Regions from separate parts of the Mus musculus genome. Here regions 1, 2, 3, 5, 6 and 7 are each linked to region 4. A link is a contact called in public HiCAR-type, HiChIP or PLAC-seq and promoter capture Hi-C data. All regions are on one chromosome and are shown on one strand. The core of a region is the stretch at or near the end of the contact, and the rest is flanking DNA. Distances in the headings are between cores, read along the strand shown.

Evidence for each region. HiCAR-type assays count read pairs that join an accessible place to other places. HiChIP or PLAC-seq counts read pairs in DNA pulled down with a chosen protein or histone mark. Capture Hi-C pulls out chosen DNA fragments and counts their contacts.
Region 1: an H3K4me3 HiChIP or PLAC-seq map of pro-B cells shows a contact between it and region 4, with 5 times the contacts expected there. The contact joins the enhancer-like site here to the promoter of Terf1 in region 4. A contact is called at or near these places in 2 of 39 promoter capture datasets (the C10 cell line and hippocampal neurons) and 6 of 115 datasets of contacts at active chromatin or transcription factors (the 230-238 cell line, astrocytes, large pre-B cells and 2 more).
Region 2: an H3K27ac HiChIP or PLAC-seq map of extraembryonic endoderm stem cells shows a contact between it and region 4, with 5 times the contacts expected there. The contact joins the promoter of Trpa1 here to the promoter of Terf1 in region 4. A contact is called at or near these places in 2 of 39 promoter capture datasets (the C10 cell line and hippocampal neurons) and 5 of 115 datasets of contacts at active chromatin or transcription factors (the 230-238 cell line, extraembryonic endoderm stem cells, large pre-B cells and 1 more).
Region 3: a HiCAR-type map of astrocytes shows a contact between it and region 4, with 2.3 times the contacts expected there. The contact joins the promoter of Kcnb2 here to the promoter of Terf1 in region 4. A contact is called at or near these places in 1 of 39 promoter capture datasets (hippocampal neurons), 6 of 484 Hi-C or Micro-C datasets (Sertoli cells, cerebellar granule neurons, cerebellum and 3 more) and 4 of 115 datasets of contacts at active chromatin or transcription factors (astrocytes, embryonic forebrain, embryonic stem cells and 1 more).
Region 5: a contact with region 4 is called in a promoter capture Hi-C map of adipose tissue. The contact joins the promoter of Stau2 here to the promoter of Terf1 in region 4. A contact is called at or near these places in 3 of 39 promoter capture datasets (the C10 cell line, cranial neural crest and pre-B cells), 3 of 484 Hi-C or Micro-C datasets (B cells, embryonic stem cells and muscle stem cells), 4 of 115 datasets of contacts at active chromatin or transcription factors (the 230-238 cell line, astrocytes, pancreatic cancer cells and 1 more) and 2 of 9 other capture datasets (adipose tissue and liver).
Region 6: an H3K4me3 HiChIP or PLAC-seq map of bone marrow-derived macrophages shows a contact between it and region 4, with 5 times the contacts expected there. The contact joins the enhancer-like site here to the promoter of Terf1 in region 4. A contact is called at or near these places in 1 of 484 Hi-C or Micro-C datasets (bone marrow-derived macrophages), 4 of 115 datasets of contacts at active chromatin or transcription factors (bone marrow-derived macrophages, embryonic stem cells, extraembryonic endoderm stem cells and 1 more) and 2 of 9 other capture datasets (adipose tissue and macrophages).
Region 7: a contact with region 4 is called in a promoter capture Hi-C map of liver, with 5 times the contacts expected there. The contact joins the promoter of Ly96 here to the promoter of Terf1 in region 4. A contact is called at or near these places in 1 of 39 promoter capture datasets (liver), 10 of 115 datasets of contacts at active chromatin or transcription factors (bone marrow-derived dendritic cells, bone marrow-derived macrophages, double positive thymocytes and 7 more) and 2 of 9 other capture datasets (adipose tissue and liver).

The regions. Positions count from the first base shown.
Region 1 is chr1:14,985,087-14,988,618 of GRCm38.p6, forward strand. No RefSeq gene overlaps it. Among named protein-coding and RNA genes, the nearest start is that of Trpa1, 68 kb to the left of the region's middle. Within about 2 kb of position 1,970, at least 5 of the 459 cell types and tissues checked have an H3K27ac peak or open chromatin away from gene starts, as enhancers often do. A contact at or near this core is called in the 230-238 cell line and pro-B cells, where this site is marked.
Region 2 is chr1:14,916,287-14,920,194 of GRCm38.p6, forward strand. Trpa1 (transient receptor potential cation channel, subfamily A, member 1) reads right to left here and starts at 2,576. Exons shown (of 26, transcript NM_001348288.1): 1 at 2,439-2,576. The coding sequence starts at 2,549.
Region 3 is chr1:15,284,749-15,288,345 of GRCm38.p6, forward strand. Kcnb2 (potassium voltage gated channel, Shab-related subfamily, member 2) reads left to right here and starts at 2,177. Exons shown (of 3, transcript NM_001098528.3): 1 at 2,177-2,736.
Region 4 is chr1:15,804,147-15,808,095 of GRCm38.p6, forward strand. Terf1 (telomeric repeat binding factor 1) reads left to right here and starts at 1,500. Exons shown (of 10, transcript NM_009352.3): 1 at 1,500-1,811; 2 at 3,495-3,590. The coding sequence starts at 1,532.
Region 5 is chr1:16,517,133-16,521,200 of GRCm38.p6, forward strand. Stau2 (staufen double-stranded RNA binding protein 2) reads right to left here and starts at 2,170. Exons shown (of 14, transcript NM_025303.3): 1 at 2,041-2,170.
Region 6 is chr1:16,635,396-16,639,355 of GRCm38.p6, forward strand. No RefSeq gene overlaps it. Among named protein-coding and RNA genes, the nearest start is that of Ube2w, 18 kb to the left of the region's middle. Within about 2 kb of position 2,341, at least 14 of the 459 cell types and tissues checked have an H3K27ac peak or open chromatin away from gene starts, as enhancers often do. A contact at or near this core is called in bone marrow-derived macrophages, where this site is marked.
Region 7 is chr1:16,687,011-16,690,753 of GRCm38.p6, forward strand. Ly96 (lymphocyte antigen 96) reads left to right here and starts at 1,446. Exons shown (of 5, transcript NM_016923.2): 1 at 1,446-1,609. The coding sequence starts at 1,498.

The DNA.
Region 1 (3,532 bases), core at 720-3,219, 820 kb before region 4:
CTTTGAAGGTCTGATAGAACTCTGCACTAAACCCATGTGGTCCTGGGCTTTTTTTTGGCTGGGAGACTATTAATGACTGCTTCTATTTCTTTAGGGGATATAGGACTATTTAGATCATTAACCTGATCCTGATTTAACTTTGGTACCTGGTATCTGTCTAGAAATTTGACCATTTCATCCAGGTTTTCTGGTTTTGTTGAGTATAGCCTTTTGTAGAAGGATCTGATGGTGTTTTGGATTTCTTCAGGATCTGTTGTTATGTCTCCCTTTTCATTTCTGATTTTGTTAATTAGGATGCTTTCCCTGTGCCCTATAGTGAGTCTGGCTAAGGGTTTATCTATCTTGTTGATTTTCTCAAAGAACCAGCTCGTTTGGTTGATTCTTTGAATAGTTCTTCTTGTTTCCACTTGGTTGATTTTGCCCCTGAGTTTGATTATTTCCTGCCTTCTACTCCTCTTGGGTGAATTTGCTTCCTTTTGTTCTAGGGCTTTTAGGTGTGTTGTCAAGCTGCTAGTGTGTGCTCTCTCTAGTTTCTTTTTGGAGGCACTCAGAGCTATGAGTTTTCCTCTTAGGACTGCTTTCATTGTATCCCATATGTTTAGGTATGTAGTGGCTTCATTTTCATTAAACTCTAAAAAGTCCTTAATTTCTTTCTTTATTCCTTCCTTGACCTAGGTATCATTGAGGAGAGTGTTGTTCAGTTTCTACGTGAATGTTGGCTTTCTATTATTTATTTTGTTATTGAAGATCAGCCTTAGTCCATGGTAATCTAATAGGATGCATGGGACAATTTCATTATTTTTGTATCTGTTGAGGCTTGTTTTGTGACCAATTATGTTGTCAGTTTTGGAGAAGGTACCATGAGGTGCTGAGAAGAAGGTATATCCTTTTGTTTTAGGATAAAATATTCTGTAGATATCAGTTAGATCCATTTGTTTCACAACTTCTGTTAATTTCACTGTGTCCCTGTTTAGTTTCTGTTTCCATGATCTGTCCATTCGTGAAAGTGGTGTGTTGAAGTCCCCCACTATTATTGTGTGAGGTGCAATGTGTGCTTTAAGCTTTACTAAAGTTTCTTTAATGAATGTGGCTGCCCTTGTATTTGGAGCATAGATATTCAGAATTGATAGTTCCTTTTGGAAGATTTTACCTTTGATGAATATGAAGGGCCCCTCCTTGTCTTTTTTGATGTCGTTGGGTTGGAAATCGATTTTATTAGATATTAGAATGACTACTCTAGCTTGTATGTAAACCATAAATGACTTATTTCTTTTGCTTGTTAGGATATATCTTATATAACTGCAGGTCATTTCTTTTCCTACTTTATAATTTTGGTTTCCATGATTTTAGTGTTGACTTTCCTTTTAACAGGGCAGTAAGATTTATTTATTTCATGTGTATGACTATTTTGCCAGCGTGTATGTTTATGCTTCACATATATGCTTCATGCCTGCAGAGGTCAGAAGAGCGTGTTAGATCCCTTGGAACTGGAACTAGGGATAGTTGTGAGTCAGCATGTTGGTGCTCGTGGTCACACACAGTCTGAAAGAGCAAAAAGTGCTCTTGACCACCAATCTATGTCTGCAGCCTCTCTGAGCTTTCTTTCCATTCTTGCTGTCTTGATATAGACAGAAGTCCATGGCACCACCTTCCTAAGAGCACTGTAACATTACATGAAACTATGATTTCAGGTATCAATAATTCTGTAAGTTAGAAGATTGATACTTGAGAGAGTTCAGCACATATGTATAAACACACATATATATTCCTAAATATAACATGATCTGGCTGTGTAACAGTTATGTGTTTTTCCACTGTTTGACTCTGGACAGTTAATTTGTGTGCTCTTTCCTGAAGGAGGTCACTTCTCTTGCTCCCAGCTTTCTTTGGTTGTCTCTAGCTCCTTGTGTAGGGTGGAGACCTCACAGGCCTTTTCTCTGCAGCTTGGCATGCTCGTTAGTATCATCCTGTGTGCCTCACATTGGGGCAGTGATGTGAGACTTTATGGGCATAGCTTCTGATGTTGTTAGGAAACACAAAACCACAGAAAACTCCCCAACCTTTCAATCTTAGAATCTTTCCACAGAAATATGTATATGTATGCAATAGCAATGAGAAAGGAGGCTGGGAATTTGAAGGAGGGTGGGCCTATACATCGGGGAGTTTGGAGAGAGGGAAGAGAAGGGAGAAATGTTAAAATCATATTATGCTTTTAAGAATGAAAATTTAAAAATCTTAAATTTGTGAAATAAACTACTATTAACAACTGAAATAAAAGAAAAAGAAGGAAAAAGTATTACTGGGGACTTTCATTTAGCTTCTGTTGAGGCTCCTTGTCTCATTTCCCTGCTTAAGCAAAATGCTGAAAGCCTCACCCTGGGAACATCTAGAGACAGCCTTTGTACCAGACACAAAACAAAACTATTCGTCACAGCTTTCTCTGGAAATCACCATTGTTTTCTTGCATTTTAAAGATTGCTGTATGTCTTTGTTTCAGTATATTCACACTATAATATAAAAAATACTATAAAAAGTAGAATATATCTATAATAGCATATTTAATTTCAGAGGCTTGTGGGTCAGCACAGTCACTGTGCTGACAGCCTGTGTGTGTGAAGGCTTGCTCTTTGGCTTTTCCTAGCAACTTCTAACCATGGCCTCACAAGATGAAAGGGCCCCTTAGCCACCAGTGGTCTCAGCCCATGCCTAAGTCATTATGATCTGAACACCGTACCGCTGGTTACATTCTGGGAACTGTGTTGTAATGCATGAGTCTGGGAAGGGCACAGCATCCAGACTTAGAGAGGGTTATGTACTATATCAGATGGATCAGTGGGATAAACAAGACTCAGAGCCCTTCATAGTTCTCTAAACCTAGAGAAAGCTGCTATTTGGATAAGCTCCCCATGGTACAGTGTGGTAATAACCAATGTTCACTAGAGCAGGAGACACTGAACCACGAGGCACCGCTCTAAGGGGCCACCAGTATTGTTGGACTTTCCCCAAACAACTAAAGCAGCTTTACAGTTCTAAGAAGGTTGGAGTTTTAGAAAAAGTAAGCACAATGTGTATAGATGCTAAATGTAAACAATTTGTTTCAGTTATTCATAGCCAACTCTGTTGGGTACAGACCAGAAGACACCTGATTTGCTTCTTGGACTAACCACACTGTGATAAAATACCAGACAGGACAAAGAGGAAAGTTTTAATTTTACTTACAGTGAGAGTCTTCACTCTGGCTGCAATGGGATACTGCAATATGGAAAGAAAAAGGGGGTAAAGAGCAGAGGGAGGGAGAAAGGGAGAAGGAAAGAACAGGACCTGCTTCCAGTGACCTAGTTCATCTTGCTAAGCTATACCAAAATATCCTGCAGCTGAGGACCTGGGCTGTAGCACTTGAACTTGTGGGGGGCACTACTCATTTAACTTGTGACAGTAGTCAATACATTTTTTCTTCTTATTATGGCCATTCATTTTTTTTTTATTGTTTGTATTTTTCTTTTTCTTTTTTTTTCCATTTTTTATTAGGTAT
Region 2 (3,908 bases), core at 1,326-3,825, 890 kb before region 4:
CACACATATTCAATAATTAAACTGAAATTCTTCAAGAATTAGGACTTCACCCTTAATGCCCTGCCTTAGCAAAGAAAGTGCTCACCTAAATGAATTTGAAAGCATTTTAGCACTTGTACTTGGTATTCTCTAGTAACTACCCATCACCAGTCCCCAACAGAGCAGTTTACACGTCTGTTCAAGGATAGGTAGTTGACATAAACCCTCCACACTCTCTAGAGGAAGGACTAGGTTCAGAAGTGCAGATGATACTACTGACTTCATGGTGATAAAACAGGCTGCAAACATGTCACACGGCTCATAAAAGGTGTTACACTGCCTCTGTTCAGAACCTGACATTAAGAAAATATCTTAAGACAGGCCTGATATGTCCATAGGTAAATTATTGCCTTGTCGTATACTTTCATTTTGGGTTTTGTGATGGAATGTATATATGTATGTATATATTTATTTATATATATGCAGATTTTCAAATCTGGAAAGCACACTAAAAATTCATCTTAATATCAGTGCTATTCCAGAACTGCCATGTGGTTTCATTATTTCTTTCTATTTTACATATTTAACCCTCTGGTGTAATGTGTAAAATATGTAAAACCTTTCTATTTTACATATTTAACCCTAAACACATAAATTCAGTCAGTTTAGTAGCTTCTGATCTGAATAATCCCTAAGCTCTTGAATTCTGAGTTCTGTGATTATATTCAAGACAACAGGCTCTAGATCATTTTTAGAGAAGTTAGTTCTAAATTAAGCCCTTCAAATTAGAGACTTCAGACCGATCTGCTTTAGTTTGCTTGAATAAAATTTGTCTAATCAGAATAAGATCCAAAAGGAAAGAGAACCAAGATAAAAGTATAGTTAAATCCCAAAATACTATTAAAAGGTATTAACTTGAGTTAATTTCTTGACTTAATCGATAAAACTAAAGATACTAAAGTTTCTTCCACAAATTTGTATAAAACAACTTACATGAGGGATTTTTTTTTCAAATTGAGATTTGAAAAAAATTTTAAGAAATTTCTTTCTGTCCCACATTAATTATAACGATTTCATCCTAGTATTGAAATTCAGTCATCATGTGGTTCTTCCTACTACAGCAAACGCCATGGTTAATATGCTAAGCTGACGTGGGACAGACACCTGTGTTAAATCTGGTGGGGGGGGGGGTACAGGTTTGTGTGAGGTAGGATGCATTTGACTCACATTCGCAGTGGTATCTACATAGAAAGCAGTTGGATAATGTCTGCCAGACCTAAAGCTATGCTTACCTCTCACCTCTTGCTCTGGACCAAGCTACCAATAGACAGCCAAACTGAGAGCACATTTACAGTCATAGATTAAAAACATCGAAGCTAAATAAAATAGAGAACACAACCAACAAACAAAAATGACCTAAGTGTGTATCAGTACATAGGTAGTTAAATAAATCATGATGTAGTCCACATAATGAAATGCTGTGAAGCGGTTATTTTAAAAAAGAGGTAAATTCCAAGTACTGAATTGAAATGTATTCTAATAATTTACTTCATGTGTGAATCAAAGCAAGAGCTCTGTAAGCTCATATCTTTGCAAGTTAAAGAAAGCTCTATAAAAGTTTGTGCTTGTACAAGCATTTCGTTTTCCTCCCCCCCCCCCGCAAAAAAATAAGGTTAACATGGTTCCGTGGTGCAGAAGAATCGTCAGAGGGGATTGAGAAGCCATAGTTAATAGTACCTTGCCATTTCATAAAAGCCCTTCCTTTCTTACTATCTCAAGGCTAATGATTTTCTAGGCGTCCAATAGCCTGCCTCTACCCTTCAGAGTGGCCGCAGTATCAGCATCAAATAGTGAGTGCAACTTTCTAATAGGTCAGAACATCCAGAGAACTGAGAGCTAGAAGCCCCCATCACAGCGGGACCTCCCTTTCTCACTAGGTATCTCCTTGTGGAGTCCCCAATAGGACTCGCTGCAGGGCTTGCCTCCTTGTCTCCAATTTGAAGTGCTGAGTTCTCTTTTTCACTTTTAGATAAAAATGCTTCTCCATCCCAACACACTTGTTGGATCGCTGAGTACCAGATTCTCAGCTGCAGCAGTTCCACTTCAGCTCAAACGAAAAATCTACTTAAACGTTGAAAAGGGACTTCACGCACTCCAAATTTATCCTGGCTTTATGGATTTCAATTCTGTAAAACTTCAAAAGTACTTCAGGGGAACATCTTCTCTGGCACCAATCCATCCCCTGGCAAGATGGAGTTATGCAAACAAGAAAGCAAAATAGAGGACCACAGCTAGCAGTTACAGGTGCTGTGTACCCTGATACTGTCTCCTGCCATTTCCATGTTCCGTGCTTCATAAACTTGAGTGTGAAAGCAGCAGAATACTGAACGAAAGGAAATTTCCAGCCTCCCACCTTTCACAATGCCCCAGCATGCTCCAGACCACCGATTCCCCAGTACCTTAAAGGATTCCTTGGAGCAGTCCATGTCTTCCCCGACGCCGCGATAGACAACGCCCTGGACCTCCTTCCTTTCCTCCGGGAGCAGAATCCTCCTCAAGCCGCGCTTCATTGACTCCACCTGGACGCCGGCTGGCGCAGCAGCTCTCCACAAGGCGGCACCTAGGGACAGGGCACCGGAAGCTGCAGCCGGACTTGGGACCTACAACTAAGCTCTGCTGGAGAGATCCCTGCAGCTATAGCCCCATTCTGCCTGCAGGGTAGGAGGGAACTTTTGCAAAGAGTTTTCCGAGCCTGGGCTACTTGTAGAGGAAGTAGCAGGCGGGGCTCTGGAGACAAAAAAAAAAAAAAAAAAAAAAAAAAAAAAAAAAAAAAACGAACCTAGTGGGCATCTGCCCCAGACTCTCCCCTTTAGGGAAATCACAGAGCAATTGCAAATTGAGGCAGATTCAGCAAATTTATTAAAATAAAAACAACCCCTCATAGTGGCCAGGGAGGCAGGAGTGGACAAGAGAGAAAGGTCGGGGTAGGGCGAGAGAATATAATCTGCAATTTTTAGTAAAATCTTCCCCCATTTGGACGTCCAGAAGTTCGACTGGGAATATAGCTCAGTCTGTGAAGTGCTTACCCAACCTTCAGGAAGTCCTGCGCACCATCTCCATTACATAAAACCAGGCATAATAGTGTGATCCCGCGAGCAATCCAACAGGCTGTAAGCCTGTACTTGGGACGTGGGGCTAGGAAGATCTGAAATCCAAGGTCATCCTGGACTGCGTGGCAAGTTTGAGTTCAGCCTGGACTACATGAGATTGGCTCAATAAGACAAAATCCCTAGGGCTGTTCCGCCCCTGCCCACCTCCCGGGAGGTTAGGGTGAGGGTGCTCTTGAATTATCAGAAGTATGATTTTCAGCAAATTTTCTCTTCCCAGTTGTCAGGATGAAGTGAATACCTCTTAGAATTGAGACTAGCCTGAGTCGCTTTGTATCTCAGACCGCATTTCCTGTAGATAAAAGCATTCATCTGCCTTAAGCCTTGACGTTTAAGATAGTTAATAAAATGGTTGTTTTTTCATTATGGTTAATAAAATAGCAGGTTAAATAGAAGCTGCAGTTTATCTGCGGAGGGTTTGTTGGTAGCATTGTTTGAGGGCTTTATCTTTCTGAGTCTGCCCTGAATTCACATCTCCACAGCATAGGTGTATACCATGGACAAAGAAGGGTATTCTGCTCCATCCAATAGTCCTGCAGCTAGCCATGAGGCTAGACACAGCACAGGGAGTCTGTGCAACTGCGGCTGCTGTTTGTCCTTGGCGAGATCGCAAATGGGTTGAGTTTGCAAAGAACAGAATTTTGGTTTACCAAACTGAGCCATTTTAAGGTTCTAGAGTATTCGATTCACACGTAACACAGATCACCACCACCAAACCCTAAAACCCACAAAAAACAGGGACACAACACTGGGCTGCATCCA
Region 3 (3,597 bases), core at 927-3,426, 520 kb before region 4:
GTCCCAGGGAGAGGAAAGAGAAGCCAAGGCAAGTTTCTTAATGGAGAATGATGGACTTAGAAGAACCAGTTCCCATAACATCCAGCAATGTCTGACAGCACAAAAAGATCACTCAGCACAAGAGAGTCACGAGTTCAACATAGTGAAACTGGGAAGGCCACGCCAGCCATGCCCTGCTCATAGGACTACATGAGATATGTTTGAACACAATAGGTAGACAGCCTTGGCCATAAGTCATGTTGAGGGTCCCAACTTTGAATATATTTTCATGCCCTGAATTCTGTTCGAAGGAGTGTTTTAAGTTATGTGTTTTCCTGAAAGACACTCAACTGTTTTGACTGCTTAATTTTCCACCCATCAAGGTGTACCTGAGTCAGGAACCTGAAGATCCCAGGAATTTTGTTCAAGTTTATTGTTTTTATTACACTCCAAAGTAGGGAAGGGGCCTGGGGTATCCAGCTTATGGCCCTCTTTTTAAGGGGGAATTTGGCATAAAATTCCAGACAGTAAACAGACCACTAAATCAAGCAAACCAGGTTTATTTTTAATTTAATTTTGTTTTCAACTTATTTTTACACGCCATATTCCATTCCCCACCCCCATGCACCCTCCAACTGCTCCACATCCCACACCTCCTCCCCACCTCACCCAGTCTCCACTTGGATGCCCCCACACCTCACCACACCCGACCTCTAAACTCCCTGGGGCCTTCAATCTCTTGAGGGTTAGGTGCCTCATCTCTGAATGAACACAGACCTGGCAGTCCTCTAGTCTATGTGTGTTGGGGGCCTTACATCAGCGGGTGTATGCTGTCTGTTTGGTGGTCCAGTGGTTGAGAGATCTTAGGGGTCCAGATTGAGACTGCTGGTTCTCCTACAGGATCACCTTTCTCCTCAGCTTCTTTCACTCTTCCCTAATTCAACAACAGGGGTCAGCTGCTTCTGTACATTGGTTGGGTGCAAATATCTGCACCTGATTCTTTCAGCTGCTTGTTTGGTCTTTCGGAGGGCAGTCATGATAGATAGATCCCTTTGTGTGAGCACTCCATAGCCTCAGTAATAGTGTCAGGCCTTGGGACCTCCCCTTGAGCTGGATCCCACTTTGGGCCTGTCACTGGACCTTATTTTCCTCAGGCTCTTCTCCATTTCCATTCCTGTAATTCTTTCAGACAGGAACAATTATGGGTCAGAGATATGACTGTGGGATGGCACCCCCCTCATTTGAAGTCCTGTCTTCCTGCTGGAGGTGGACTCTATAAGTTCCTTCTCTCTACTGGGGGGCATTTCATCTTTGAGTCCTGGGAATCTCTCACCTCCCAGGTCTCTGGTGGACTCTGGGGGGGTCATAGCACCCCTGTGGGAAACAAGAATCAGAGTGTCTAAAGAGTCCTACCCAGCTTTAGCCTCAGACACAGAAAGGCCAGTGACTCCTGGATATGGTCCTGAATAGAGCTGGAGGATACAGAAGTGAAGTCAGATTCCACCTGGGCTCCTTTTTATCCGAGAAACTTCTTTTGTGGGAAAATACTCCGTGGCCCATCCTCAGGAGCCATATGTCCTTGTCCCAGTTCCCCATGGTGGAACAAGGAGCACTGGTTCTGGTCGCTTAGGGGTCTGGCAGCAGGAGAGCACAGCAGATGGAAGAGAAAGGCCAGGAAATCCATGAAGCTGCGGGAGCATCTCGACGGGCTTACCAGGGCTTCCCCGGCCGCGTGTGTGGGGTGGCCGCCGGGCTGTGGACCCCTTGCCTAGTGTGTCCGTGTGCAAGCCACCAAGAGAGACAGGTGGGTGTGGAGCCCGGACCCAGGCGGCCGCAGGAGCCTAGGGAGGATCGGGCGAGGTGTGGGCGGCGCCCGACCGTCCGCGCCCGGGCCGCACCCTGGGCACCGGGGGCGCTGTCTCCTGCCGAGCTCAGGCGCCGGGAGGCCGAGCCTGGCGTTTCCCAGGAGGTGCCGGGCCAGCGGTGCATCCCCGCCACCCACCCCCGGGAGCTGCGATTGCCTGGGAGTCGCTGGAGGAGGAGAAACAGAGAGAGGCGCTGGCGGCCGCTCTGCCCGCGGGTGCGCGGAGCGCGGAAGGCGGAGCGCGAGGCTGGGTGGCCGCGGGCGTGTGTGCGCGCCTGGCCGGAGAGCTACGGGGCGGGGGACCCGCGCCCGGAGCGCCCCGCCTGGTTTTTCGCGCGGAGCCAGCGTCGCTGCTGCACAGACACACACCCACCGAGCTCCACCGAGTGCCCCTGAGCACCCGCCGCCCCCGCTGGCCACAGCCGCTCCTCCGGCAGCGGGATCCAGCGCCAAGTCCAGGGCTGGTGCGGCGCGCAGAGAACCTCTTGATTTTTTTTCCCCCTTCACTCCAGCCCTCTCTGGTCTGGGCGGCGGCGGCGGCGACAGGGGGATGGGGGCTCCACGCGGGGAAAGGCGGGTGACGATCGAGGAAGATTATTGTTCTTTTTAAAGGATGCCTTCGCTTCTTACCAATGCGGCTTCTGTGAGCCCTTTTACTAGAGACTGCGAACCGGAGTGAGATATGTAAAGAAGGAAGGAAAGCTGCCTGGAGCTCCAGCCAGCCGGGCAGACCCTCCTCTCTGTGGAGGGGAGGGGGATTTCCAACGACACATCATTGGCAAAAGGGACCTTTGCAAGAGAGGAGTCCTCTGAGGGAGCAGGGAATCCCACAGCCCCCTGTGGCACAGGAGCCAGAGCTGCTGGCTGAGCAGAGCTGGGTCCGTGGGAGCTAGGTAAGTGACCTGGGCATTGCAGCTCCCCAAGAGCTCTTCTTTAGAGATGCTTCACTGTGGCAGTCTAGTGAGACTTGAGTTGCTAAAGGAACTGGAAACTGCCATATGGCGCCCAGTGGACTTACAAACAAAGCTGGCTGGGTTGTTAGCCCTGACAGATTATTAACGAAATGCTTCTTCCTGGTGGGGGAGACACACAAGTATAAGCCCCTTAAAAGCCTAACTTGATCAAAAAGATGAAACTGTTGTATGTAAGAAAGGAACCCCGGTTGCCTTCTCTTCCTGATCGCTTGATGGTAAATGCCACACTTGCATGCACACACTTGTCGGACTAGACTTAGGGAGTATGATATCTGTTGTGTATGCACAGTCCCCAGAATACAGAGACATACATGCATTTTATTCCTCAGTGGTGAGCAGTCTTGGTTCCTCGGAAGGAGCTAGAACAGGTCTTTAAGGAAAGCACTCCAAGGCTTTTTCCAATACAATATGTCAAGGAGACCTGGGGATACAGTTGCCCTGAGTGGCACTGAAAGACACCACCATCTGCCTCATCTTTTGTTGCCAAGACTTAATGAACCTTTTCATGATAGTACCTTGCCATCTATTACCTCAGATAAGGAGCATTTGTTTTCATCCATTCATAAAAAGAACCAATGTGCAATGTGCATAAACATGCCATTTATGCGACGTTTATGACCCCACAAGTGTTTTGACAGTAAAGAATAACATAGATAAGACTAATACTAGGATATTTTGCACAATATATGCACAGGTAGGCATCGGGGTGATTGCATGTAGGTTCAACACTCCATCCAATCAAGTCACACACTAATGTCAATATTTTAAATGACATTTCAC
Region 4 (3,949 bases), core at 250-2,749:
GAGGAGTTGAGCCTGAAGGTCAAAAGCTAGGGCCATTGCCTACGTGACTACTGAACATGCTTCTCTTGTGGGGGCTGTGTGTGTGTGTGTGGGGGGGGGGGCGGTAACTTAGGCAGGAGCCAGAGTTCCAGGAGCATGAGGGAACGCCTACTGTGTCATGAAGGTGCATTATGACCATCGGGGTTAAGACCTCAGCTCAACTGGAGACCAACCTGCAATTCCCCACAGGGTAGAACCCCCAAATAATATTTACTGCAACACCATCTCTAGAGCCTGGGGGTAATATGCCCTCATGGTCATGAAAGACCCACAATGTGAGGGCTCCCCCACGTTCTGACTCAGGAGAGGCGACACCCCAAAATCACCCACAAGAAACGGGTCTTGCTGCAAATTGCAAGAGGATTTTTTATTCAAGAGCGCTCTCGGGCCCATGGTCATACACCACGCAGGGGTAGAGGACCGTGGCGCCCCAGTAGCTGGGTAAGGGGGTATTTAAAGGAAGAAACCGAAACTCAAGGAAGTGGGGAGGGCGTTGTTGGAAGATACCAAAGATACCAGTTAAGAGTCACAAGGAAGTGTAAAGTTAATAGAGTCACAAGGAATACCTGGTAATTGTTAACTCTCAAGACAGCTTCTAAGAGCCCCTAACAATAGCACATTTGCATTGCAGGTTCTGGTAATGGCCAGGGTGACTTTCTTTGAATGAGCACTCTTTGAACCCAGGAAGCGGGTGGGTAGAGGAATGTCGCTATCTCTTTTATGATTAGCATACCTTTACAAAGGCCACATTCCCAAGCCTGGGCCTAAAGGCCTAGAATTCTGTTTTTACGTTGTTATACTTTCATTCAATGCAAACATTGTACAGTAATAGTGATCAAAATGTGGTCCTGGGACTAACAGTCTCAGCATTCATGGGGAACTGACTAGACTTGCGAATTCCAGGGTCAGCACCATCCTACCCGCTCACCCCAGGCAGAACTTTAGTGAAAAATCAGAGCCCAGCAATTTCAGCTTTAATAACCCCGGATTTCAATAAAATGAACACATAGGGTAGAAAGACAGTGTGATTACAGTGTAACAGGGTTAAATGCTCATGTTTATGGCGACAAGTTAAAATTTCTGGTGCTGCTGCTGCCATAACGCTCAAGTGCTCCAGGCTGGCCTAGACTTTGTAGTTGAAGATGGCCCTAATTCCTAATCTTCCTGTCTCCACCTCCTGAGTGCTGCTGGGATTATAGACGCGCAGTGCCATGCAGTCAAAATCTGCAGTCAAAAACCTCTCGGTTTTAACTACCCTGTTTCCAGCGCAGATTGCATTTTTTAAAATGTATCTTAGCCTATCATCCAGAAGCTACACTATCCAAAACGCCTGGGCTCGGATCGACAAGGAATTTAGCAGTTCTCAGCCAATCGGAAGCCAAGCTCCAGCCACTAGCCCACCCTAGCGATGCGATTGGCTGACTTCCACGCCCACCGCGAGCAAATCAGCGCACGGCGCCAGCTGAGGCACGGCGAGCGCTTTCGGTTTAACATGGCGGAGACGGTCTCCTCAGCGGCCCGGGACGCGCCGAGCCGTGAGGGCTGGACAGATTCGGATTCTCCAGAGCAGGAGGAGGTGGGAGACGACGCGGAGCTGCTCCAGTGCCAGCTTCAGCTGGGGACCCCGAGAGAGATGGAGAACGCGGAGCTTGTGGCTGAGGTGGAGGCCGTGGCTGCGGGCTGGATGCTCGACTTCCTCTGCCTGTCTCTGTGCCGAGCCTTCCGTGACGGCCGCTCCGAGGACTTTCGTCGTACTCGTGACAGCGCCGAGGGTGAGTGCGGGCTCCCGGGCCGGAGGCTGCGTCGCGGCCGAGACCTGCTTGCCCCGCACACACCGGGGCGGGATCCCAGGCGGGAGACGGCGCGAAACCGGCCGCTTCCTGTTTGCTGGAAGTCCTGGCTCCCGCCCCCACGCCTTCCGCGTCCCCTGGACAGAATGTTTGTTTGTTTGTTTTAAAGGGAGCCAGCCCAGTTGCTACCGCTGCTTCTGGAGCCAAACTCTAACAGATGAATATAGAAACATTTAAGAAGGGCCGGGATGCGGCTGCCAAGGGAGGTAGTACAGCTTGTCAATGCTTATCTTGCAAGCCAGGGAACCTGCGTTTGATCCCCAGAGCCTATGCCATACACATATACTTACAGCGCTGGGAAGACCGGTGACTAGGGCTCACTGACCCCTGGCCCAACCCAATTTGGCAAGCTTTAGGCCAGTGGAAGGCCAAAAACAAAGGCCTGGGGAGGAAGGATTTTTAAACTCCAGGGGATCAAATTTCCGTCTTTTGGCCTCAACGGGCACTGTATACACATGTTACACAGACAGACGTGCAGGTAAAATACCCATATTCATAAAATAAAAATAAATGAATCTTTTGTTTAAATGTTTAAAAAGTTTGACAGTGCCTGAAAACTCAGACCCAAGTTTGTCTTCTGGCCTGTGTGTTGGTGAGAGACATCCAGGAATATGGTTGGCTTACCAGTGTACATATTCACTGCCAAGTGTATCTTTGTGTTTGTTCAAACACGCCTTTAATCCCAGCACTTGGGAGGCAGAGGCAGGCGGATTTCTGAGTTCCAGGCCAGCCTGGTCTACAAAGTGAGTTCCAGGACAGCCAGGTCTATACAGAGAAACCCTGTCCCGAAAAGCCAACCAACCAAACAAAAAAGAAATAAATGTTATAAAGTTGATTATGAATTGAACAAGTTCAATGGAAACCTTTACATATGTATACTACTTCCTAAAATACAAAGAACTTCATGGTATAAATTGCAAAGTAGTGATTTGATACATTTTATAATTTAGATGTGAATCTTGGTAAAAACAATTTTGAGTATCTGTTTCACATTTGAGTTATGGTTTGTTAGAACAGTAATATTACAACTTTTTAAAGATTTTTAAAAAATTAATTCGAATCTACAGTTCTAAATTTATGATCAGTTTTTGTTGAGTATTATATTAGGGTTCTCTTGAGTAACAACTTTTTAAGAATCCAGTAATGTTCGGTCTATGATGCTTGATATCGCCAGTATATGCCAGAATCCCAAAGTCGACTCCACTGTCAGTGAAGGAATGGACTTGCTCCTGAGAGTGGGAGTAAGTGGGGAGAGGGAGAGCGTCCCTCTTCCATGTCCTCTATAAAGGCTTCCACCAGAAGGCGAGGCCCAGATTGGAGGTGAGTTGTTCCTCCTCAAAAGATCTGGATTAAACATTTGTCTCCCACTCCAAAGTCCCAATTAGAAGCAGAATTCCCACTTCAGGTGATCCAGGTAAGCAAAAAATAACTCTCAGATGTACCCAGCCATTTTTAGGTTTTAGTTAAATCTATATGTAGTCGAGAACTAAGAATAACCATTCCTGTTTATAAACTAATATTTAACACTGTATTGTGTCTACACAGTAGGTGTACTAGTTTGTGATAATATTTTAATAAAAGGTTTTTAAATTTTTTTTTTTTTAGCTATTATTCATGGACTACACAGACTTACAGCTTACCAATTGAAAACTGTGTATATATGTCAGTTTTTGACAAGAGTTGCATCTGGAAAGGCCCTTGGTAAGTATAAATTTTTTATTTTATATTTAGAAATCTTTTAACTTATTTATAAATATAACACATGGGAAACTGATAATCATATTTTCCTGTTTTAGGCGTTGAGAAAGTTTGCTTACCTGCATCTGTCATACACATAAGCATATCTAAAGCAAGCAAATATAATTTTATCTTTCTAGAACAGTGACTCTCAAACTTTAGCCTGCCTCAGATTATGTTTTAAAGAGTGTCTTAAAACAGTAGGGTCATTCTGCCTCACTATGAATTTAGCTCCCAGGTGATTCAGATGTAGCGGGAGGACTACATTTTATAGACTGCTGGACACTCGGGGGTGAAGTTTTCTTATATAGCTTAGTAATGAC
Region 5 (4,068 bases), core at 920-3,419, 710 kb after region 4:
GTGTGTGCGCGTGTGTCTGTGTGTGCATATATGAGTGGGACATGAAAATGCCACAGAGGGAATGTGGAGGTCAGAGGACAGCTTGCAGGTGCTCCATCCCAGAGCCCCCACACAGTTTACTGCATAGTTTCTGCTGTCCTTAAACTCCTAGGCATGTGCCACCAAACCTGAGGACCTGAGTTTGATCCCCAGGACTCACAAGTTAGAAGATAACAGTGGACTCACACAAGTTGTCCTATGACCTCCACAGTCGTGTACAGGCTTGGCAACGAATGACTTTACCCAATGGGCCATCAAGACAGCCCTACCTATTTTTGTTATTTTGTAGAAAGTCGGTCTTCCCTAGAGCTTCATTCCAGGTAAGTCAAGTAAGGTAAAAATACAAACTTCAACCTTTTCCATGCTGAAGTATCCAGAAGCAAAGGGCTATAACATATCTGTCTTACCCACAAACAGCACAGGGGGTCTGTGTGTGTGGCTGAGTAAATGATAAATGGGCATCATGATAACAGGTGAATCTGGGTAGAGGAATAGACTGTTCTTTGTATTGTTCTTATTCTGACTTTACTGAAAGCTGAAATTGTATCCAACGGGAAGTTAAAAAATATATGCTACTAGAAATTTACCTACTTGAATACAAAACACTGTTTCTTAAGGAAACACAGTAATTTGTGAATATACTACACATGAGCAACAAATCACAACTAGACATCACTTTGGAGTAGATTTCATAAACTACTGCCATGCCATACCTTGAGACAGGTGCCCAACACTGACAGTGGCCACATAAACCATGCATGCAGTTGGGCATTACAGATATGCACACTTAATACAGGCCTGCAACAGATCCACAATCATATGATATTTAGGTTTTTCAGTAAAATAAGACACAAAGACCTGCTTTGTTAAAAAAAAATAGTCAGGTCTTAGTTTTTTCTTTTTTCTTGACTTGTGCCTTTCCTCTATAGTTCTATTCATGACAGTAAGTTGAATCGACTTAGAAAGGATGGGGAAGAAACATTCTACTGAACATTTGACAGTGTTACTATCTTTTTGCCTGCCCAACACCTTCTCTATTTCAAGTGTTAGCCCTCAGAAAACACAAGAATACATCAGAATCCAAGTTCTATTTGTATTAAGAAAGTTCCCTAACACTGGATAACAGATTTTTGGTTACTGTAATACATTTAAGGATCATCTGTACGATTTCTGTGAGATTTGGTCCCTTTTAAATTGCTTAGTGCATTCATACCTATTGGATGGTCCATCTCCACTCAAGTACTTCTAAGCTTTTTTGTGGCGGGGGGGGGGGGAAATAGGAGATAATAATGAAATCTGCTCATACTGCAAAATGTTGTACCTAAATAATTGCAAGGACTTCCAGACTTGGCCCCCACCCCCACCCCTCAGCGCACGCGCCCAACCAGACTCCCATTCCCACCCCCTACCCAGGTCTCCTAGTTCAATCGCCTTGACTGCCTCTGCGAAACTGGCCCGTCACTCTGCCCGGTCCCCCACCCTACAGAGACCCGGTCCTCACGGTAGATTCTGCGGCCAAGCTTTGTGTTTCACCCAACTCCCCACGCCCGGGCAAGGTCACTACCTCCAACTACTCCTTTAAGCCGAGCCGTCACGGTCCTAGTTCGCAGGAGGCTCGGCGGAACTTGCCTGTCATAGGGCTATATTTTGTCCCCTCTGCCCCACCTCCCTTCCCCATTTCGGCGAGTTACGTCTTCGCCACTTGCCCATTATACAGAAATAGCCACCGCCATCGCCCCGGCCCCGCCGCCCCCACGCCCCTGCAAGGCCCGGGTGACCTCCGCGCCCCCCGCCGTCGCGCCCGGCGCCCCCGCCCCGCCCTGCCCCTGCGGACACCTGTACGGCTCGCCGCGGCACACGCCCCCCCTCCCCTCCCCCAGGGCGGCCGAGGGCGGCGCGGGAGCGAGGCCGCGAGAGACGGCCCTGCTGGCTCCCGGCGCTCTGCCTCGGAACCCGCCGGCGGAAGTCAGGCCTGGCGGCGCCGCTCGCACCAGGATTTACCTGCGGGCCACGGACGCCCGGCAGACGGCTCCACATGGGCGAGCGCTCCAGAGCTCCGCCGACGCCGCCTGCTCCCTCCTCGGCTCCCGCCCCCCGCCTCCGCCTGCCGCCCTGCGCTCCCGCCGCGCCCTCCCGGGCCCGCGCCGCGCGCCCCCGCCTGCGCCGCCGCGCCCGCGCCACGCCGCGCGCCCCCGCGCCAGCTCTCTCTCGCGCTCTCTCTCTCCAGCTCGCTCTGTCTCTCTGTCTCTCTCCCCTTTCTTTCTCTGTCTCTCTCCTCTCTCTGTCTGTCTCTCTCTCTCTGTGTCTCTCCCCCCTCTCTTTCTCTGTCTCTCTCTCTCCTCTCTCTGTGTCTCTCTGTCTGTCTGTCTCTCTCTCTGTGTCTCTGTCTCTCTCTCTGTGTCTCTGTGTCTCTGTGTCTCTGTGTCTCTCTCTGTCTCTCTGTCTCTCTCTCTCTCTCTCTCTCTCTCTCTCTCTCTCTCTCTCTCTCTCTCTCTCTCTCTCTCTCTCTCTCTCTCTCTCTCTCTCTCTCTCTCTCTCTCTCTCTCTCTCTCCACCTCTCCCCGCCTCCCTTCGCGGTCGAGCGGCCATTGTTCGCCGCGCCGTTCCCGCCCCCTGGCGGCTTCTGGGACCCCCGCATCCCGGGGCGCTGCGGGGCTTAGGCCTGGGGTCTCGGGCCGCGCCGGGGCCCGTCCCGGGAGCTGCTGCAGGAGCACGCTGAGGGCGCCCGGCCCGCAACTGCGAAGGTGCTCCAGCACCGGCGGCTCAGCCTCTCCCGCACCCGCTGCCCCTGGGCTCTCTAGCAGCCTGTCCCCGACGCTCTGCTCCTACCTTTCCCGGCTCGCTGACTGCCCGCCTCTGCCTAGCTGGGGACGCGCGACCATCCCGCGTCCGTTCCACTGCGGTGCGACGTAGGATTCGGCGGATCCTGCACCTTTCTAGACTGGAGGAGGAAGAAAGGGGAGGAGGGTAGCAAGCAGCGCAAGCGAGCCCCCATCACCTGCTCCACGGCCCACATCATTCATCAGGAAAAAATGAATAATAAATATATTAAAGTTGTGTGCCCGTACCAAAAAAAAAAAAATCTTTAGAGCCAAAAATGAGGATCGTCTTAAAACACTGTCCTAGATCCTTGGTTTTTGAAGAGTGCTAAAAAACTCAAATTACTTGTTCTTTTGTCCTGGTTTAGATATGGGTTAGGTATGGCCAGATAACGTCAGCCTAGTTAAGACCAATGGATTTTAAATAAGTGGCACCAAAAATCATATGAAAAAGAAGTCTAGAAATAGAACTATTAGTGTATTCTGACTGGCATTATTCTTCCTGGGGTTTCCTTGGTATGGCTTGTCTGCCTGGGATATGTCTGTGAGCCCTGTGATTTCAGTCATATTTTAAAACCAACTCTACAAATGAGGCAGTATTTGTGGATCTATTACCTTATACACTGATTTACAATTTTTAAAGAGACAAAAACGTGATACTGTATGTATAGGCGAGATACCTGTAAAGCTCTCTAGCTAGAGCCTGACATCGTAGTTTCCGGTGATACAGTGTAGGCAAGCACTTCGTTTGTCTCTCATGTTTCCCGTGTGCCTTTCTCACTTTTCACTTCCACTAGTTTTCTCAAATATGTGGATTCCTTCTTAAATGGGGACCACCCCTTAATTAATGGTTTCTAGCTACTTGGGCCTCATTCAGGTGTTCAGTGATACAAACGACTACAGGCCCTTCACATCAGGGAAACAAGCCTTCCATGGCTGTTCTTTCCACAAGTTCGTTCGCTCTGCCTTCAATCTATTCTCTCTTCACTCAATGAACAGATTATGAAAAAATGTAAAAAAAAAAGCTGTCAGAAAATACCTCCTGGGGAAGCTAATTCCTTCCAGCAGACCACACTCTTCTCTTGATGCCCTCTTCTGTGACATTGCAAGTCTATTATATTGTTTGTTTTCTCGCCTGTCTTCTTCTGCCAAACACTGCATTGTTGTGGGGCTGGCTCCATCTCATTCATCTCTGTGGTCCCCGCATTCA
Region 6 (3,960 bases), core at 1,091-3,590, 830 kb after region 4:
TTTGTTTAAAAACACTAAAACATGGAAGAAAGAAATGGTCCTGGGTTGGAAGAATAAACATTGCATGATGGCTGTCTCATTAAAAGTAATCTATAGATTCAATTCAATTCCAACAAACATTGTGATGTTCTTTACAAAAGCAGGGGGGAAAATAATCCATAAGTGACCCCAGATAACTCCTGAGCAAAAAGAATAAACCGGTCCTGTCCCTTGCTAGTTGCTGCATTGGGTGAGCTGGCCCTGATGATGTGGCTGCAGGAGAGCGAGCAGGTAGACCAAGTCTACGACCGCCCACTTCCAGATCCAGGGCTTCAAGTTGGACCACCCCAACAACTACCCCATCTACTTCACCTGCTAGAGCAGGTGAAGGGGCCTGTCCAGCAGATCCAAAGCTTCAGGTCTCCAAGATGCAGGCTAGCCGAGCAGTGTCCATGAAGGTCCAGTATAGATGATGTAGCAGAAGCCAGAGGCTTTGAAGCAGACCAATCACTCATTGCAATTAACATTTGCAAATAATATGTGTGGACAAAGGGTATACGGTGGGACACACTGCAGTTTCCTGGTCAAGATGTTTTAGGTTTTGTTTGTTTATTTTAATTTTTATTTGGGGAGGGGGAGGATAGATATGAAGGGATGGGGAAATGAGTGGGATTGGAAATTTAGAAAGAATAAAAAGTTAAAAGGAAACAACTTTTAAAATGGATACAGCTGAAGGTGCCACCATACCTGACTTAAAGTTATTCTACAGATATTACTCTGTAATAAAAAAAAAACAGCATGTGGTGCTGATACAGATGCACAGATCAATGGAACAGAAAGGGGGCCCAAATACCGGACCCACAACTACAGCCACCTGACTTTTGACAAAGATACCACCAATGCTTTCTTCTGTCCCCCAGATGGCAACATGCATACATGTGGTGCACAAACGTATACAGGCAAAACACTCATATACATAAAAGCAAATACGTCTATTTTTAAATTGACCACAAAACTAAATAGAGAGCTCTCAAGAGAAGAACTAGAAATGGCTACTAAGCATATTAAAATATTCAATAGCCAAATAATATTTACAGAAATACAAATGAAAACTACTGATTCCATTCCACCCCAGTCTGAATGGCTACCATCAAGAAAACAAATGATGTCAAATATTTGTGAGGATGTGTGGAAATGGGAATGTTCTCCGAGGTGCTAGGAGTGTAAACTGGTGCAGTCTCTATGGAAATCAGTGTGGAGGTTGTTCAAAAAATTAAAAATAGCTGTACCATATGATCCAGCTATACCACTCCTGGGCATATACCCAAAGGCCTCTCTCCTCCTCCAGAGACACCTGCACATCAGACTCATTGCTGCTTTATTCATGATAGCTAGGAAACGGAACCAGCCTGCAAACTGATAAATGGATAAGAGAAATGTGGTATAAATACACAATGGAATTTTATCCAGTCATAATGAAAAATGAAACAATTTGCAGAAAAATAGACAAAGCTGGAAAATACTAAGTGACGTAACTTAGCAAGGTTAAGTCTCATGTTCTTGCCCATATGTGCACACTACCTTCGAGGTTTATAGTTTGTCTGTAGAGGTCAGGATGCTAGAAAGTGCCTATGAGACGGGGAGGAGATGAGGTATTAATGGGGAGAAGAGAGACTCAAACACACACTAGGAACACAGAGGAGGAAGAAACTGATAATCAAAGCTTTAAGTGGTGACAGAACAGAGCTGGGGGACTTGGCTAGCATGTAAGAAAAATCCTTCTGGAAACTCACTCATTTGTAAACACACACACACAGTTTGAACACAGGTACTCAGCATGGATAGACAATATTTCCCATAGAAAACATGTGTTATTAAGTGAAATTTCACTGCCAGGGTTGGGTCAAAGGGGGCCCTCCTGGCCACATACACACACAAAACCAACTGGTACTGTTGTTCTTGGTAGCCCAGCACAAGAAGATTGTAAACCTCTATTGCTAAAGGCACAACTTATTTTGGCTCTGGAACACAGAAAATTTGAGTTGGAATTGACCTGAAAATTTCCTCCCGATGGCTAGCTTTCACAGAACTGGAAGGTGCTATACTATACAGGCTGCTGAGGCCGATGGCTCAGCAGTTAAGATCATGTACTATTCTTGCTAAGAATGTTAGTCCAGTTTCCAGCAGCCAAACCAGTCAGCTCACAATTGTCTGTAACTCCAGGTCTAAGGATCCTGAGTGGCATCTCTACCTGGCCTCTGTACATATCTGCATTCATATGTACACACTCTCCCTTCACGTATACTTTAAAAACTAAAAAAAAAAAAAAAAAAAAAAAATCTAAAATTAAAATGAGGAAGTGCTCACTGAGCCACATTGGCTTCAACTATAAAGCTCCTCCCCTCCGTTAGTCTCCAATTATGGGGATTATGGGTATTAGATACCTTACCAGCCACCAACAATCTTTAAGGACTTCCATTTTTACCAGAATTCTAAACATTGTTATTGTAGTTTTCCCAGTAGCTATAAAGTGGAAACTCATGTTTTTATTGGCATTTCCATGACTAATGTGCATGGTTTCATGCATCATGGGGTAATATGTGTATCTTCTTTGAAGAAATGTCTTACTTTTCATGGGAGAACATTAAGGATCTAGGTCATGGAGCTGGACGGATGACTCAGCGGTTAAGGCTGCTTGCTCTTTCAGAGGTTCTGAGTTCAATTCCCAGTAACCACATGGGGGCTTACAACCATTTGTAATGGGATCTGATGCCCTCTTCTGGTGTGTCTGAGGACAGCTCATTCATTTGAGCTATATGTATAAATGAAATAAACCAGAGAGAGAGGGAGGGAGGGAGGGAGGGAGGGAGGGAGGGAGGGAGGGAGAGAGAGAGAGAACGTTGGTCATGGGGTTGGTGAGATGGCTCAGCACTGGCTGTTCTTCCTTTCCTGTAACTTTAATAAAACTCACTTGTTCACTAAGCTGGATACTGGTGGTATCCACACTTTTCTCTGTCGTTGCTTCCCAATCTGGGGTGAGATGTTTGTTAACATCTCCCCAGAAATGTCACCCAACAATGAAAAAGCTATATTGACTACATTAGCTATGTACTACACTGATCCAGCCTTTTATTTGCTAAATTTGGATTTTAGAAATTGACTAATGCAAAATTTAAGGAAAGGCATGCATACATGTAATTCCAGCACTAGAGGCCAGCTTGGTCTACAAAGTGCATATACATACATAAACATATATGAAATATACATGTGTACATGTCTATACATATCTATGTGTGTGTGTGTGTGTGTGTATACATACATACATACATACATACATACATACATACATATAGTATAGTAAAGAATATATATGTAAGAAATGCTTACTGCTCTTCCAGGGATCCAACTTTGCTTCCTTACACCCACAGGGGCAGTTCACAAGTGCCAGGCCCAGGGGAACGGACACCCTCCTCTGTTCTTTGAGGGCATTTTTACAAACATGGCATACACATACACACAACCAAAAAATGTTTTTTTTTTTTTTGTTTTTTAAACCAAACCAAACCAAACCAAACCAAACCAAACCAAACCAAACCTTTGGTAATCAGTAAGATGGCTCAGCATGTAAAAACATTTGTCATGCAAGCCTGGTGATTTTAGTTCAATTTACAGAACCCATGTCATGGAAGGTGAGAACCATGTGCTGCCCTCTAAGCTACACACACTTTTTACCGACCACAATAAATATACTTAGAGCTTGGTGGCAGAGTGCTTGCCTGCTATAAAGCCTGGGACTTGATCAAAGCAGCACAAGAAAAGGGGTACAGAAAGAAACTCAAACCAGAGAATGTGAACAGAGTAAACTGACATTTTTATAGGACAGTTAAAAAAATTTTCCCCCAAGATTCAATTTCAAGCACCCACATGATAGTTTACAACTGTCTCTTAACACCATCTTCGTGGGCACCAGGTATGCACATG
Region 7 (3,743 bases), core at 196-2,695, 880 kb after region 4:
ATCATATCTCTTCTCTGAACAATGGGATAGGTATGTCTCCCCTGACAACCATCAGACTTAGACACTTTCTATTCTCATGTGTTCCAACATTTACAGTACGAAGAGTGGACAATCCCAACTGGCCTGATCTGGATTTGGGTATGTGCTCAATATGGTAAACCATCCTATAAGGAAGAATCTATTTACCATATTATGCTAATGCATATTTGGGTGTGTATATAATTATACATTATATAATTATTATTTGGGTCCATTATGGAAATGGGCATATATAGTAGGAAAAATATTAAATGACATAATCTATTGATCAAAATAAAGAACCATCAAAACTATGCCCCTTGATTCAAGTGCCTCCTTCCTTTAGGCTTGATGAAAAGAGGCCCCTCACAGTCACCCAGTGGCCGGGAGTATCCTCAGGTGACCCATTGCTCTCACAGTATGCTCTGATCTTTCTATTGTTTTGCTTTAAATACAATTGCCTTGCTACCTTAACAGTTCTTAGTGAGCAGTTGAGTGTCACCACTAGAACCGGATTGTAGGCCACAGCTGTAAGCCTTCTTGGCTGCTAACCCTAAAGTAAGAGTCTGTAAAAGCCGTGCAGCTGAAGGAAGCACACTTTTCTAAAGTAGTCTTTGAATGAAATACACGCCAGAACAAAACAGCTTTTTCTTTCTTTTTTTTTTTTTTTTTTTAATTACTGGAACTCACACTTTTACCTCAAGATGCTACTCTGTGGAAGAGCTCTAGAGTCCAGCACCAACCCCACCCCCAACTCAACACTATTGCCTCAAGTTCAACCTTCCTTTTGAGTGCATTCTCAAAACTGGTGAGGTCCCAGCTGGGAATTGCTACTGACCCCGTGTAGGGGTCATCTTGCCTGTCTGTTTTGTGGCTGAACCTGTTTGTACTTGAGTAGAAATTGAGAGGGGGTAGGGGAGAGAAATCAGCTTAGATAGCTAGATGCAGCTTTCTAGGTCAGGAGAAACCGTTGTATGAGGAGGAGTGTGTGGGAGGGAGTGGCCAGCACACAGAAAAGTAGTATACCGGTGGACTTTCTTTCTTGAGACAGGATCTCACCTTATAGCTCTGGCTGTCCTGGAACTCACTATCTGGAGAAGGCTAACCTGGAACTCACAGAGATCCGCCTGTCAAGTACTGGGTGTGTGTACTACGGCTAGTGGACTTCCTTTTAAGTAAGGGTTTCCTGTAAGGCAGCTAATTGTCTCCCTGAAAATGTGCTGTTTTAAAGTGCTGGATACTTTAGTTTACACTGAGTATTAAGAAACAGTATATTCTAAGTCATTTTTTTCTTCTCTTGCCTTACAGGAAGTGCTCAGATATGAAAACAAATGCACAGTCACACATGCAAATAAAAAGAGGAAGCAGTTGGATGGGAGCTTCCAAATCACATGACTGCTGACTAAGTTAAATCTGTCCTCCTTACTGTCGAGTCCGATGGTCTTCCTGGCGAGTTTAAAGTATCGGAGATATTAAATCATGTTGCCATTTATTCTCTTTTCGACGCTGCTTTCTCCCATATTGACTGAATCTGAGAAGCAACAGTGGTTCTGCAACTCCTCCGATGCAATTATTTCCTACAGTTATTGTGGTAAGTGGCCCGGCAACAAAGAGCTGCGGCGCCAACTATTTCGAGAGAAAGTTTCCACTGAACCTGAAGCTGGAGGGCTGGCAGGAACGCTGCTCCAGCAGTGAGCCCGCTGCGGTGTGGGGTGGGGGTGGAGCAATGCCGACCACTTCCGGGTGCGGATCATCCTTTCCCTCTCCCAACCCCCCCCCCCCCCCCCGCGTTTCCCCAGGACCTCTGAATTGCTTTTTACCTCTGTTGCTGTCTTGTGGTTAAGCTCTCTCCACTCGGAGCTCGGTTTCAGGTTCTTCTTAGTTCTAGTTTGCTTCTGAGTACCAGCCCCGACACAAACTGGTTCCTCTTGAGGAGGCTAACCCACAGTGCTTCCTGGTGGGGTTGTAGCTCCAGCCTGTGGTCCTAGAGTGCTCTTGGAAGCATCCTTCTTCCTCCCCAACTGTGTGACCTTGAGCAAAATACTTAGACATTCTCAGCCTCACTTTTTTTTTAATTTGCAAAATGAAAGTTATTTTAGAATTCACTGTATGAGTCACTTGACAAATAATGATTTTATTTGATTTCGAATAGTGATTTTTAGATTTATGCAGTAATTATTACTCTATTGAAATCTGTTTTGAGACAGGGTCTTTCTATATAGCTGTAACTACCTGGAATTCACTATATAGGACAGGCTGGGTTGGAAATCATAGAGATCTGCCTGCCTCTACCTCCTGGAATTAAAGGCATACGTTGCCACGCCCAGCTTATTTTATTATTTTTTTCAAAGTATCACTATATAACATTGGCTGGCCGGGAACTCATAGAGATTGATACATATGCCTCTGCCTTTTGAGTTATTTGCTTATTTTTTTGAGACAGTGCCTTATTCTGTAGTACAGGCTGCCTAGAACTGACTATATAGCTTATGCTAGCCTCAAACTCATGCTCCCCGTTGCCTCGACCTCTCCAGTGCTAGAGTTGCAGATATTTTTCAGCTGAGCTAAACTCTGGTGCCATTGGATCATAGTTAACGCTATGGCCACATTACAACTTGTCATTAACAAATGCCTGGGACCAGAAAACCTAGTACAGGGCTTGAGAGCTGTTTCAATCTGTTTCCTCTTTCTGCTGCTCGCTCCGTTAGTTGTCCATTTTCTGCCCCTTCTAGGAATGTCTTCGTGGCTGGAAGGTGGTGCCTTCCAAAATGACAGTTCTAGGAAAAGCAAGATCATAGCCTAGTTGTCTGAAAGTGGAGCAGGGAATTTATAAATGTACTTTGAGAACTCCTGCATTGCAAATTGGTTATTTTGGGGGACTGGCTTGTCCCCAAACACTCTGACTGGGACTAATAACTAATCATCTCTGGGGCATTAGGAAGGTCCTCAGTCTGCTAACCTCTGTTTTCCTCTTCTTTTGGGCCCCCTGCTTTGTCAATTTATTTATTTACTTACTTATTATATATATGTGTGTGTGTGTGTGTGTGTGTGTGTGTGTGTGTGTGTGTGTGTGTTTTCCTGGATGTATATATGTGTATATGCTGATGCCCTCAGAAGCCAGAAGAAGGCATCAGATTTTCTGGGACTGCAATTATAGTCTCTTTTGAGCTGCCTGATGTGGCTGGTAAGAGTTGAATCTGGGTCCTCTGCCAGTGCTCTTAACCATGGAGCCCCCTACTACATGGTGACTCTTCATATGCTTAATTAGTAAAATATAATAAATATTATTCTGCTTTACTCCTTTTAAAAAAGAATTATTTATTTTATGTATATAAGGACGCTATAGTAGCCATGGCTGCTGGGAACTGAACTCTGGACTTCTAGAAAAGCAGTCAGTGCTTTTAACTGCTGAGCCATCTCTCCAACCCCTCAGCTTTATTCTTTTAGTAACAATTTAACTGTCTTTGTTAAGGACTAGGTAAAATGTTCAGGCCTAGGTAACTGTTACCTGTCTAGCCTGCCATGCTGTGCCGTTACTAATATTATAAGGAAACTTTCTTACATGCTGTTATTGCTGTTAGTAGGATGTTCTGTGCTTTGGTGTTCTTAGAAAGGAATCACAATAGAAGTTAGTTAGAACTGTTTTGTATAATTAGCCACAATAAACTTGGAACAGAACCAACTACCCAGCAGCACTTCCTAAACAGGGGTATAAGCTTTTCTAG